2 separate regions of the Anas platyrhynchos genome follow, and region 2 is linked to region 1. Evidence: chromatin contacts called from public Hi-C data. All regions are on one chromosome and are shown on one strand. Each heading gives the region's core, a stretch centred on a gene start, on an enhancer-like site or on the middle of the called end of the contact. The rest is flanking DNA. Distances are from core to core; before and after follow the strand shown. Region 1 overlaps MIPEP (mitochondrial intermediate peptidase). Region 2 has its middle 9.8 kb from the start of SACS.

Evidence for each region. Hi-C and Micro-C count contacts between places; a contact is called where the count stands out from the background.
Region 2: a contact with region 1 is called in a Hi-C map of skeletal muscle, with 2.6 times the contacts expected there. The contact joins two enhancer-like sites. A contact is called at or near these places in 4 of 8 Hi-C or Micro-C datasets (liver, skeletal muscle and subcutaneous adipose tissue).

Annotation. Positions count from the first base shown.
Region 1 is chr1:186,956,187-186,961,636 of IASCAAS_PekinDuck_T2T, reverse strand. The region is part of intron 10 of MIPEP (mitochondrial intermediate peptidase); the gene reads right to left. Among named protein-coding and RNA genes, the nearest start is that of MIPEP, 34 kb to the right of the region's middle. Within about 2 kb of position 3,811, at least 1 of the 8 cell types and tissues checked has an H3K27ac peak or open chromatin away from gene starts, as enhancers often do.
Region 2 is chr1:187,125,377-187,130,801 of IASCAAS_PekinDuck_T2T, reverse strand. No RefSeq gene overlaps it. Among named protein-coding and RNA genes, the nearest start is that of SACS, 9.8 kb to the left of the region's middle. Within about 2 kb of position 1,286, at least 1 of the 8 cell types and tissues checked has an H3K27ac peak or open chromatin away from gene starts, as enhancers often do.

The DNA.
Region 1 (5,450 bases), core at 2,562-5,061:
TGTTTCTTCATGGAAAGAAGAGCTAACACGGAGATATTATGAGAAGACAAGTGTCTATTTATTCCTCATTCTTATAATTCCATGAACATATCAACTGTCCCCATGAACTCACCTCATGATGAAGAGGAAGGGAAGGAGGCTTTCTGACCGGTATTTTGTAATACACTGTCACTATCTAAAGTGGGGAGAGAAATCAGCCTGTAAAAATTTTGCCTTTTGGAAAAAGCATAATACTTATCCACCCACACATAAAAATAGCACTAACAGACTACATTGGCTTGAGGCAGACTTCCCAGGGGAAATAGTCCCCTACCCTGGCTAACGTTTGAAGATGTCACAATCTAACATTTCGAGTACAATGAGGATCTGATTAAACAACCTCTTTAATAAAAGCTACACAAAGTTACTATCAGTCACTTCTGATAGAACACTGTCAGGATCAAACATACCGCACATCTAATGAAATATGTATGTTGTCCTTCTTGCCAATGGAAAATTGCAAAAAAAATTCTTTGAAAAAACATTTTTAATGTGGAATGCCAAAAAAATTGTTTCTGGTTCTGTTCCTATTTATTTCTCCATTTCTGCCTGCCCTGCTACACCAATGCACAAACAAAGATCAAAGATGAAGACTGAAAAATCCTCACATAGCACTAGTGTCCTATGACACAAGTCTGACACTTAAATGAATTTGGGACAATCCTGACAGCAGTCACTGGCAACTATCCTGCCTCAAGTTATCTTACAGTCATAGTTTGGTTCTGTTTGGGGTCTTTGTTTGTGGTTGTTGTTTTTTTTTTGCTTGTCACTGCAATGTCACAGGAGTTCACAGAATCATAGAAAATCCTGAGCTGGAATGGACCCACGAGGATTGTCAAGTCCAACTCCTGGCTCCACACAGGACCACCCAAAATCCAACCATGAGTCTGAGAGCACTGTCCAAATGCTTCTTGAACTCTTGAAGGCTCAGTGCCATGACCACTTCCTTGGGGAGCCTGTCCCAGTGCCCGAGCACCCTCTGGGTGCAGAACCTTTCCCTAACCCCCAGCCTGACCCTCCCCTGTCCTAGCTCCATGCCGTTCCCTCGGGTCCTGTCGCTGTCCCCAGAGAGCAGAGCTCAGCGCCTGCCCCTCCCCTCGTGAGGGAGCTGCAGGCCGCCATGAGGCCTCCCCTCAGCCTGCTCTGCTCAGGGCTGAGCAAACCAAGGGACCTCAGCTGCTCCTCACACATCTTCCCCTCTGGACCCTTCACCATCTTTGTAGCCCTCCTTTGAACACTTTCTAATAGTTTTGTGTCCTTCTTGAATGTGTCCAGAGGAGGGCGACCAATCTGGTAGAAGGGCTGGCAGCAACGTCCTGTGAGGAGACGCTGAGGACACTTGGGGTTTTGTAGTCTGGAGGAAAGGAGGCTGAGAGGCGACCTCCCTGCAGCAACCTGAGCAAGGGAAGCACAGAAGGAGGTCTCTGCTCCTTGGTCACCAATGGCCAGGCTCACAGGAATGGCACAAAGCTGTGCCAGGGGAGGCTCAGACTGGACATTAGGAAACATTTCTTTAACGTGAGGGTGGTCAGACACAGGGACAGGCTTCCTAGATAGGGGGTTAATGCCCTGTGCCTGTCAGTGTTCAAGAGACATTTGTGCAATACCCTCAGCAATACACTAACTTTTGGGTAGCCCTGAACCAGTCAGGCAGTTGGACTTGATGATCCCTGTAGGTTTCTTCCAACTGAGCTGTTCTATTATATCCTAATTAATAACACCATGTAAAATTAGTACAAGGAAGCTATCTTCCAGGGAGTGGATAGGACACCTTCAAAATCTTACCCTAATGCCAGTTTACACCCACCAACAAGTAACCATTCTGGACATGAAAATACAGATTTTAATTCACAGTTTCTGAATTCAGTCCTACCTTATATGCGAATTCTCTTGTCAAATCAAGTAAGACCAACTATCACTGAAGAAAGTCTAACCCCAAACTTGCATTAATTCCAGGAAAACTTTCTCTTTGGGCTTATTTCAAGAATAGAAATTAGCCAAAACCTCAGCTATCTGAAGCTGATGTCCTATAACCAAAAAATCATGTTCCTGGAATTAAGAGATGATCTTGCCTTTCAGTAGCAAAAGCAGGCATATGACTGACTCCTTTCTGAGCCCCCACCTCCAAGGTTCAATGCTTCTCACCGCAGAATGGAAGGTATAGCACTAGATAATATTAGAGGACATTGAAGAAAAGGGAAGAAATTCATTTAAAAGCCTTGAATCCTTCCCAGAAAAAGAAAATTCAATAAGCAGAACAGGAAACCCTGCGATCTCTCCTAGAGCTGTAAAACTGAAGTCTGGCTGGACGGTGTGGGTGGAAAAGTACTTGGAAGAGCTTGCAGACAAACTACATGCTCCCTTATTGAAGATTCTTGCTTGATTCCAGGCCCTCCAACAGTAGCAACCATTAGCAACTTCATCATTTCCAGATGACAGGAAAAAAAGCATCTGTTTGCTAGCAAATGATTCCCTAACCTCAGTTATTCACAGCTTCATCACCTTAGAGAAACTGCAAGAACACAACAGTTCTCAGGCACAGTATTTCAGTGTTTAAATCCATGCTAATCTAAAACACCATAGCACAACTTCTTGGCAGCAATGGTGACTGAGACTGTGACAGCAAGCCAAACTTCTCTTCCCTCAGCCCTTTGAATTAATTTTCTAATGCTGTTCAAGGATTTTAGGTTGTATCTTCAAAACACTCTGCGACCCTGGCCAGATTATCTAAAAGACCACATAAAACTCCAAGATGCAGACTTTTATCAATACGCTCTTTTAACACTTTAAAATACTCTGTAACAAAGACAGAGCTTGTCTGTGTAGGATGCCGAGCCTTTTTGAGGGCTGATCCAAGACTATAAAATGAATTTCTCCTGAAGCTAAAGGGGAAACTCAAAGTTCACCATCTTCTATCCCAGGTGTGATGCATTTCTTTGATCACTTTTTTTCAAATGTGAAATGTATTTGAAAATGCACACAAAAGCCTCCCAACAAATCCCTACCAAAACAAGGCACTGCACTTCATGTATTTCTCTACAGTTAGAATAAAAGGACAAAAACTTTAGTTAACTTTATATAGCGACTAACCCTATATAAAAAGGAACAGAGTTTCAGAAGTACTTCATCTTAGCCTGCCCCAAAACTGCTCATCATTCAAAGCAAAGCAATCTTCACAATCTGCACATCAGTAGCCCTAATGTGCACATAATTATCTTTTTATACTAAACGTTAAAGCAGCAGCCATTCTGAGAATCACTTTATGCAAGATTTTCAAGCTGTTATCAACTGCGGACTTGAATAGCTGTCTAGCTTTGTTCCTTCTATTTAAAGCAGCTTAAAATTCAAACATACCACCAAGAAGCAGCTGCTTTAACATCAACGCTTTCTGGTCACTCTTTGGCAAGCTGCCTCTGCATGTCTTCAGCCAAGTTACGACTTTTATCTCCAACAGGAAATGCATTCAAGTATTTTTGAGAAAAGAAATCAGAAAGGAAGTCATTACGACCCAAACTGAACTACACTAACAGGCATTCTGCTACCAGTAAAGTTTCTGCTAAGGGTTACTGCTACTAGCAGGAAAGGTTAATGCTCTGGAGACAGCTAAAATCTGCATTGGAAACCAACGAACAATTGGAGCTCCATTTGGCGACAGAAACTATAGAGAAGTGCCAAAAGACAGGTTTTCTTCTGTGCTGTAATTTGCAGCTTGTTTGCTGCACCAGCTAAGCAGACAGGCAGAATTCAATGGGTAGGGTGATGCACATGGCATACTAACACCACCAGCACAGCATTTCACCTTTGTCTCCAAAGCTGACAAATACATGGAAACACAGTTACAGTACTTCCTAAGGAAAAGAAAGGGTACAAGTCAGCGAAACAAGCAAGGGCAAGAACAAAACATCCTGTTTGGGTGTCCCGTCCCTTAAAACATGAGTTCTGGGCCACTTTAAGGTGATTCAGAGTGCTTAAAATAGGGACCCAGGATGCCTGTGTCCCCACAGAAAGGCAGATACAAATATAAGGACACTCATACTCAGGTATGTCTGAGCTCTTGCTCCTCTCTGGAGATTAGGCTTCTGACTGGTCTGCATACCTGAATCCCAAGATGATGGACAGCACAGCCTTTCCTTTGGGAAGAAGCCTTTGAAAATGGTGATGTAAGAACAGCAGTCTGATGCCTCAGAACAGCACTTTGCAGAGAAATACATACTCAGGTCAAAAATTTCCAGTTATGGTAGATTTCTTCTAGGGTATCTGAGGTCAAAAACACAGGTATGGATTGGTTTTTGATACCTGCAGTACTACAGTTGGTTTTCTGAACCACCGTGGAACTTGAACATTTAAATTTTCTTGAGCTTTTTTATGTGAAACGTAAATGATCTGACTGCACTTCTGGAAGAGCAGGAAAAAGAAAGTAAAATGTCTATTACAGACATACTAACTAGAAAACACAGTTATTAATGTGAAAGTTCACTTCCAAAAATCAGGAAGGCATTTTTACATCACTAGATATTTAATAAAAAAAAAAAAAGCTTATAGTTTAGATGTGGGAAATACTATATTCCCTAAAAAAAAAAAAAAAAGGGTGCCAGCAGAGAAATCTTGCTCTGAATGAATCAAAAACATATGTGAACTCATCTTTACAGAGAAAAAGAGTATTTTCCTCTAAGCTAAACTATCTGTTAGATACTTCAGGATATATATATATATATAAAGAATTAGAAATAGTCCTTTTCATTGTAATATCAACCTTTACTTGGTTGATCCTGTAAAACTGCACAATGCAGGTTATGCTCAAATGTCCAAAACTGAAAGACTGAGACACAAAAAAAATGAACAAAAGAAGTTTGTTCTGCTTTCATTTTGTCTTAAACCATATGCCAGTAGCCTACTTCACTGTGAATGTCTGGTTTCAAACCCCAAAGCATTTTTATTTATAACAAACCCCAGAAAGAATGAAAATTTTCTTATGTACTTTATGTCAGAACGTAAGCTCAGAAACTTTACAAAGAGAAATCTCAGTACTCTGCTAAAGAAAGTAGCAGTATCAAAGAAAACAGTAGTTTCTTTGATGTAAATTCCTGCTTTATATTAAAGGATAAACTATGCTCAAAAATCCAGACACCTTACTTTTGCAGTATGCAGCCTGGCAATATTTTTAAAAGAAGTGAAGTAGCCAAACCAATTTAAAAAACAATTTTAAAAAGTTAACTGACACAATGAGGTTTGGTTATTCTTCAAGAACTGCAAGCTTCAAACAAAAAGGCTGTGTCCCTGTGAAGAACAAAGATGTAGTATGTCATTATAAATAATTATTTCTAAGCTTGTATGACTTCACTGAGTCTAAATAAAATACAGACTTCTAAAATCACTTTCATTTAAGCTGTATATTTGGAAAGAAACTAAGA
Region 2 (5,425 bases), core at 37-2,536, 170 kb before region 1:
TCTCACTCCCCCTCCTCAAAGAGGAATGGGGAGAAAATATGTGAAAAGGGCTCAAGGATTGAGATAAGGACGAGAAAATCACGCAATAATTAGTGTAACGGGCAAACCAGACTCAGCATAAGAAGACAGATAGTAAGATTTATTGCTCATTACTAACAAGCTAGAGAAGTGAGAAACAAAGGAAAGAAACCAAAAGCACCTCACCCCCCATCCACCCTCTTCCACCTCCTCCCCCTGAGCGGCGCAGGGGAACGGGGGAATGGGGGTTATGGTCAGTCTACAGCACTTCTTCTCTGCCGCTCCTTCTCGGTCACTCTTGTCCCCTGTGCCGTGGGGTCCCACCCACGGGATGCAGTCTGATGAACTGATCCGGCGTGGGCTTCCCACAGGCAGCAGCTCTTCCAGAACTGCTCCAGATATGGGTCCGTACCACGGGGTCCATCCCTCAGGAGAAAACTGCTCCAACCTGGCTCCCCTACGGGCAGCAGCTCCTGCCAGGTCACCTGCTCCTGCGTGGTCTCCTCTCCACGGGCTACAGGTCCGGCCCAGAATCTGCTCCGGCAGGGGTCTTCCACAGGCGGCAGCCTCCATCGGTGCAGGGCCACCTGCTCCACCGTGGTCTCCTCCTGCTCCACCGTGGTCTCCTCCACGGGCTGCAGCGTGGAACCCTGCTCCACCGTGGTACTCCATGGGCTGCAGGGGGACATCCTGCTTCACCATGGTCCTCACCACAGGCCACAGGGGACTTCTGCTCCAGCGCCTGGAGCACCTCTCCCCCTCCTTCTACACTGACCTTGGCACCTGCAAGGCTGTTTCTCACTCCCTTGACTCTCCCGGCTGCTGTGTGGCGCAGCGTTTTTTCCCTGTCTTAAATATGCTCTCACAGAGGCGCAAAACAACATCGCTTATTGGCTCAGATCTGGAAAACAATGGGGCCCTTCCCAAACATGGGGCGGCTTCTAGATCTTTCTCACAGAAACCACCCCTATGGCCCCCTGCTACCAAAACCTTGCCATGTAAACCCACTACACATGTCCTCATTCGTGGTGATCAATAATGATTTCTCTTCGGCACTGCTCTAAGTGACTTCAGAGTAATTAATACTCTCACTGTCAGTTTTCTGGCCAGCACTAAGTTTGGATCCACTTTATCAGAGTGCTACTTCTTTCAGGCCTGCCAGCTCAGAAGCTCCACCAGAGCCAACTGAACATGCATTTTGGTGGACTTACGCATTACACTCACATGGGACACTGGAGCCGACACAGCTCAGTTTTCTCGTGCTCTGAACCAAAAGCTATTTAGCTGTGATTAGCACAAACCTGATCCCATGCTATTAAGCTCTGCTGAGAGGCAAAGTGTGTTAGCTTAGGCCGGATGCCACAGAAACACTTGGGGCAGGGATACAGCGAGCTCATGTTAGTCTGCATGGAATCATGTAGCCATACACATGGCCTGCATGCAAGGATCTATTTCTAATTAAATTTTGCAGATGATACCAGCCCAAGGGGGAACTAGTGACTAGTAATTCATACCTTTCTGAGGGACCTAGAAAGTCTGGATGACTGGTCCAGCCTTGTGGGATTCAAGAATGAATGCAAAGCCCTGCTCCTGGAATGAAAGAGCCCCTGGCACTGCATAGGCTTGGTCCACCTGGCTGGGTTCACCTTCTGCAAGAGGACTGCAGTGGGTTTCTTTGGAAACAGAATGGGAAATTCTCCTTAATCCCTGCTTACGAGTAGCTCTTGATAAAATCAAGAAAAACACTGCACCTTTGTTTTACATTCATGAGAACAGATCCAAAAAGAATGAGAGTCTGTTTATGTCCATTGGTGAACCTAAATGGGAGCCTGGGCTACCTGCTTCAGAGACCCACATGCTGTGGTAGACTAAGAGTTTTCCATAAAATATTCTAGAAGTTTTTCTGTTAAAACTCAATGAAAAGTACATGAAGGTACATTTTATATGATAACATTTTCATACTGATTTAGGGATAATTTGGGTCATGTCTATAGAGGTTTATTACAAGAAAAAAAAAATCACTGTTCATAATTTAAAATAATAATAATAATTTCACTAGAAGCAAGTGTTTTACATTCTTTTTTTTCAAACTCAGGGCTTAGGTATTTTGGGGGAAAAAATCCAGAATGCAATGAAGAAACTAAAAGATCCTAAATCATATATGCATAAAACTAAAAATATTTTTGACTCCTCAAAACTAGTGTTACAAAAAGAGATAACGAATTGCAGGATTACTGCCTGGTGAAGGCTAATGAGCAGGTCCTTCCAACTGCCATAGATATGGAAAATCTTTCCTGGACTGAGTGTTAAGGAAAATGATATGTGTAGAATGAATATAGGGACCGATTACTTCAAAAAGCATGAGTTTTTGTGCAATATGTTTTTAGAATACAGCCGGGGACCTGAGTTTCTTTCAGCGCTGTTATCATGTAACACTCATTGCACTGCTAAATTTCTCCGGGCTCATCTTTGCTCGTGTCCGTGTCCCACTGCCCCTCAGCTTCACCAGCAGGCAGAGCACTGCTGGTGGCAGCCAGGGCTGATAGTGCCAAGATTTATTTTCTTCTCAGAAAGAGCAGTCAGGCACTGGGACGGGTCACCCAGGGAGGTGGTGGAGTCACCGTCCCTGGGGGTGTTCAAGGAGAGGTTGGACGTGGTGCTTGGGGACATGGTTTAGTGGGTGACATTGGTGGTAGGACGATGGTTGGACCAGATCATCTTGGAGATCTTTTCCAACCCTAACCACTGTGTGATTCTGCGATTCCACCACTAGAGGTCCCCACAGCCCCACGAACCGTGCCGGGGGCGCTGTCACCGCAGAAGGCACGGCTCGGCTCGGCGTGGCACCAGCCACAGCAGCAGCCCGTGTGATCGCCAGCCAGCCACTTAGTCAAACCCGGGGGTCTAAAACTGAGCATTTAAATATGAGACTTGATTTATTTTTATTCTCCCCTCAATTAATTTATTCCCCCTGGGAATAAGAACACACTGACGGGAAACACGGAGCAGGGAGCAGACTCTGCTCGTCACTTGTCCATCACCATGTGCAGTTGGGTTTGGGGTTCCTTCAGATGACAAAGTGTTTAAAGCCACATTATCTGCAACTCCATGCCTGCCAGCCTTGTGATTGCAGTTGTACATCCCCGTGTTTCAAAGACCAAAGCTGTATTTGATGCTGTTGTTTTGATAGAAAATTAAAAATGACCTCACAAAACCAGAAATAGGAAAAAATGCCCCTGAACAAAAATTCAGAATCATTCATAAACACATTCTGTCTCTGGTCAGACCTCAAATAAACTCAATTACTCTCACTTCCCTCCAAAGCTTCTTTCGAAGTTAACATGGAAGTGCAAATTTCTTGGTGCCAGTGGGGGCCCTGAACAAACAGATGAGCACTTTTCTGGCAGTGCTTGCCATATGACTTTACTGGAGCATATTCTGAGATGCGTTTTGGTAGGCATCCAGATGACTGCAGGCCTGGGTGTGCTCCAGCTGAATTGCTAACATGGCTAATGATTCGTGGTAGCGAAAGTGACAGATATCTGTGCGATATTCATCGGCATGAAAGGGCGATGCAAGTGGCAGCATATGGGCAACCCTCTTAGTTTTGGTCAATGCTGCATCCCCATGGCTGTCACAGGTCTTTTCTTTTGTTGTTTATTTAATTTTCTGAAGACTTTGAGTGCTGCTTGCTGTACATTAATCACCACTGTGGAGGGGAATGGCGAGGAACAGGTTGGCCCAGTCGTACAGTTAGAAAGAACCAGGGGCTAAGTTTGGCAAGGCTGTACTGCAGCCTGAGTCCAACAAAGCCTCTACTTAATTTTCAGTTCAAAAGCAATTCACTGACAGCACTATGGCTGTTCTCACGTTTGAAATGAAGCACCTGTGAAAATGCCACACAGGATCAGACTTCTCCCTTCGATACCCTCCCTCTATTCACATCACACCATTCCTGTTAGTGTCTGAAAATCTGGCTCCTTAGCTTCCTTTACCCATAGTGATGCCACATAACGCAAGAAGCAGGTGGTTTCAGGCCCAGTCTTGCCACAAGCTCCACCTGGGCAGATGTCAATAGGACATCTATTTTCCTGCTTAAGTCTCCTATAATCCTGGTGAAGTCTCCTAAAGCCTCTATGCACCATCTGCAAAGATGTACTGTGGCTCCTACTGTGTTCTTCCTCCATCCGAGTCCCAACACAACTTCAGCCTGGTCGTTCAGGATCATTGCTGTGCCAGGGGAACAGCGTTAGCTTACATAAAACTTAAGCTATGCCTTGGCTTAACAAAGTACCCTGCTATCTTACAGCCTTCAGAAATCTGCAAATTCTGATTAAGACACCATTAGAAATATATTCCAGTAGATTTAAATGTTTGTTTTCCTAAAACTCTTAAAAACCCTACTTAATTCTGAAATAGGAAGTGTTCTGTACATGGGCAGCACGGTTACCAAGTGGAACTGCTGAATTAGCCTGAACACGGAGGCACCTCAGCTCAATGCCTCGGTGACATACCTTGGTGATGCTCTGCAATGCACACAGCAGAGTGCGTGTATTTGCATGCAGCTACTCATAAACGTTAAAGCTTTAGCACCAGATGACCTCGGGGGGAAATGAAGTAACCTTGTAAATGGCTGATTAGAAGGCAAAAACCTTATCCTGTCATTAAAGAGTGACTGAAGAGGGAAATAAATTTCCAGATCAAAGACATGCACGAAAAGCATTTGAATTGCTTTCTGATGCTGAGCGGAGCAGGCATTTGGACAGCGGCCATCAGGGCAGACCCGCTGCGTGGTGAGGCAGGAGCTGTGCCCGCAGTGGGGCTGTCCCTGTCCCCAGGACACCATGGTTTGTGCTGCAGGGACTTCTGTTGCAGCATGGGTGTGTGGTAAGCTGCAGCACATGAGAGTTGTCAGCTTGGTGCCTCACGCCCTTAGCCATGACACCAGCTCTTTGTTTTGACATCAAAGAGGCAAGATTTTTTTTATTATTTTTTTTTCCTGCGTGTCTGCTCATACAAACATTAAATTCCACTTAAAATGCTTTGCTTCTTAGAAAACAGGGACTGCCCCTTCGATTGAACTATTGCAAAAATTAGATGAAAAAAATTAGGAAGTAGATGCCTTAAGTCTGCCTGCTAAAGCTGTACTAAACCACTTTATTTAAAGTTTTTAAAATTGTTAGTATTGAGTGGGTCCTACTGACATGAACGGAAAGTACAGCATAGGGCTTATATACAACCACAAATTGGGGTTTAGGAGCCCAGGCTTTTCTGAAAATCTCAGCCATCACATTGAAGGCCTTGAATAAACCCATATGTTTACATCAACTTCAATTATATCAGCTTCAAAGACAGAAAAGCATATGAAAATTTTATTCATAGGACACACATTTCTACAAGTTAATAA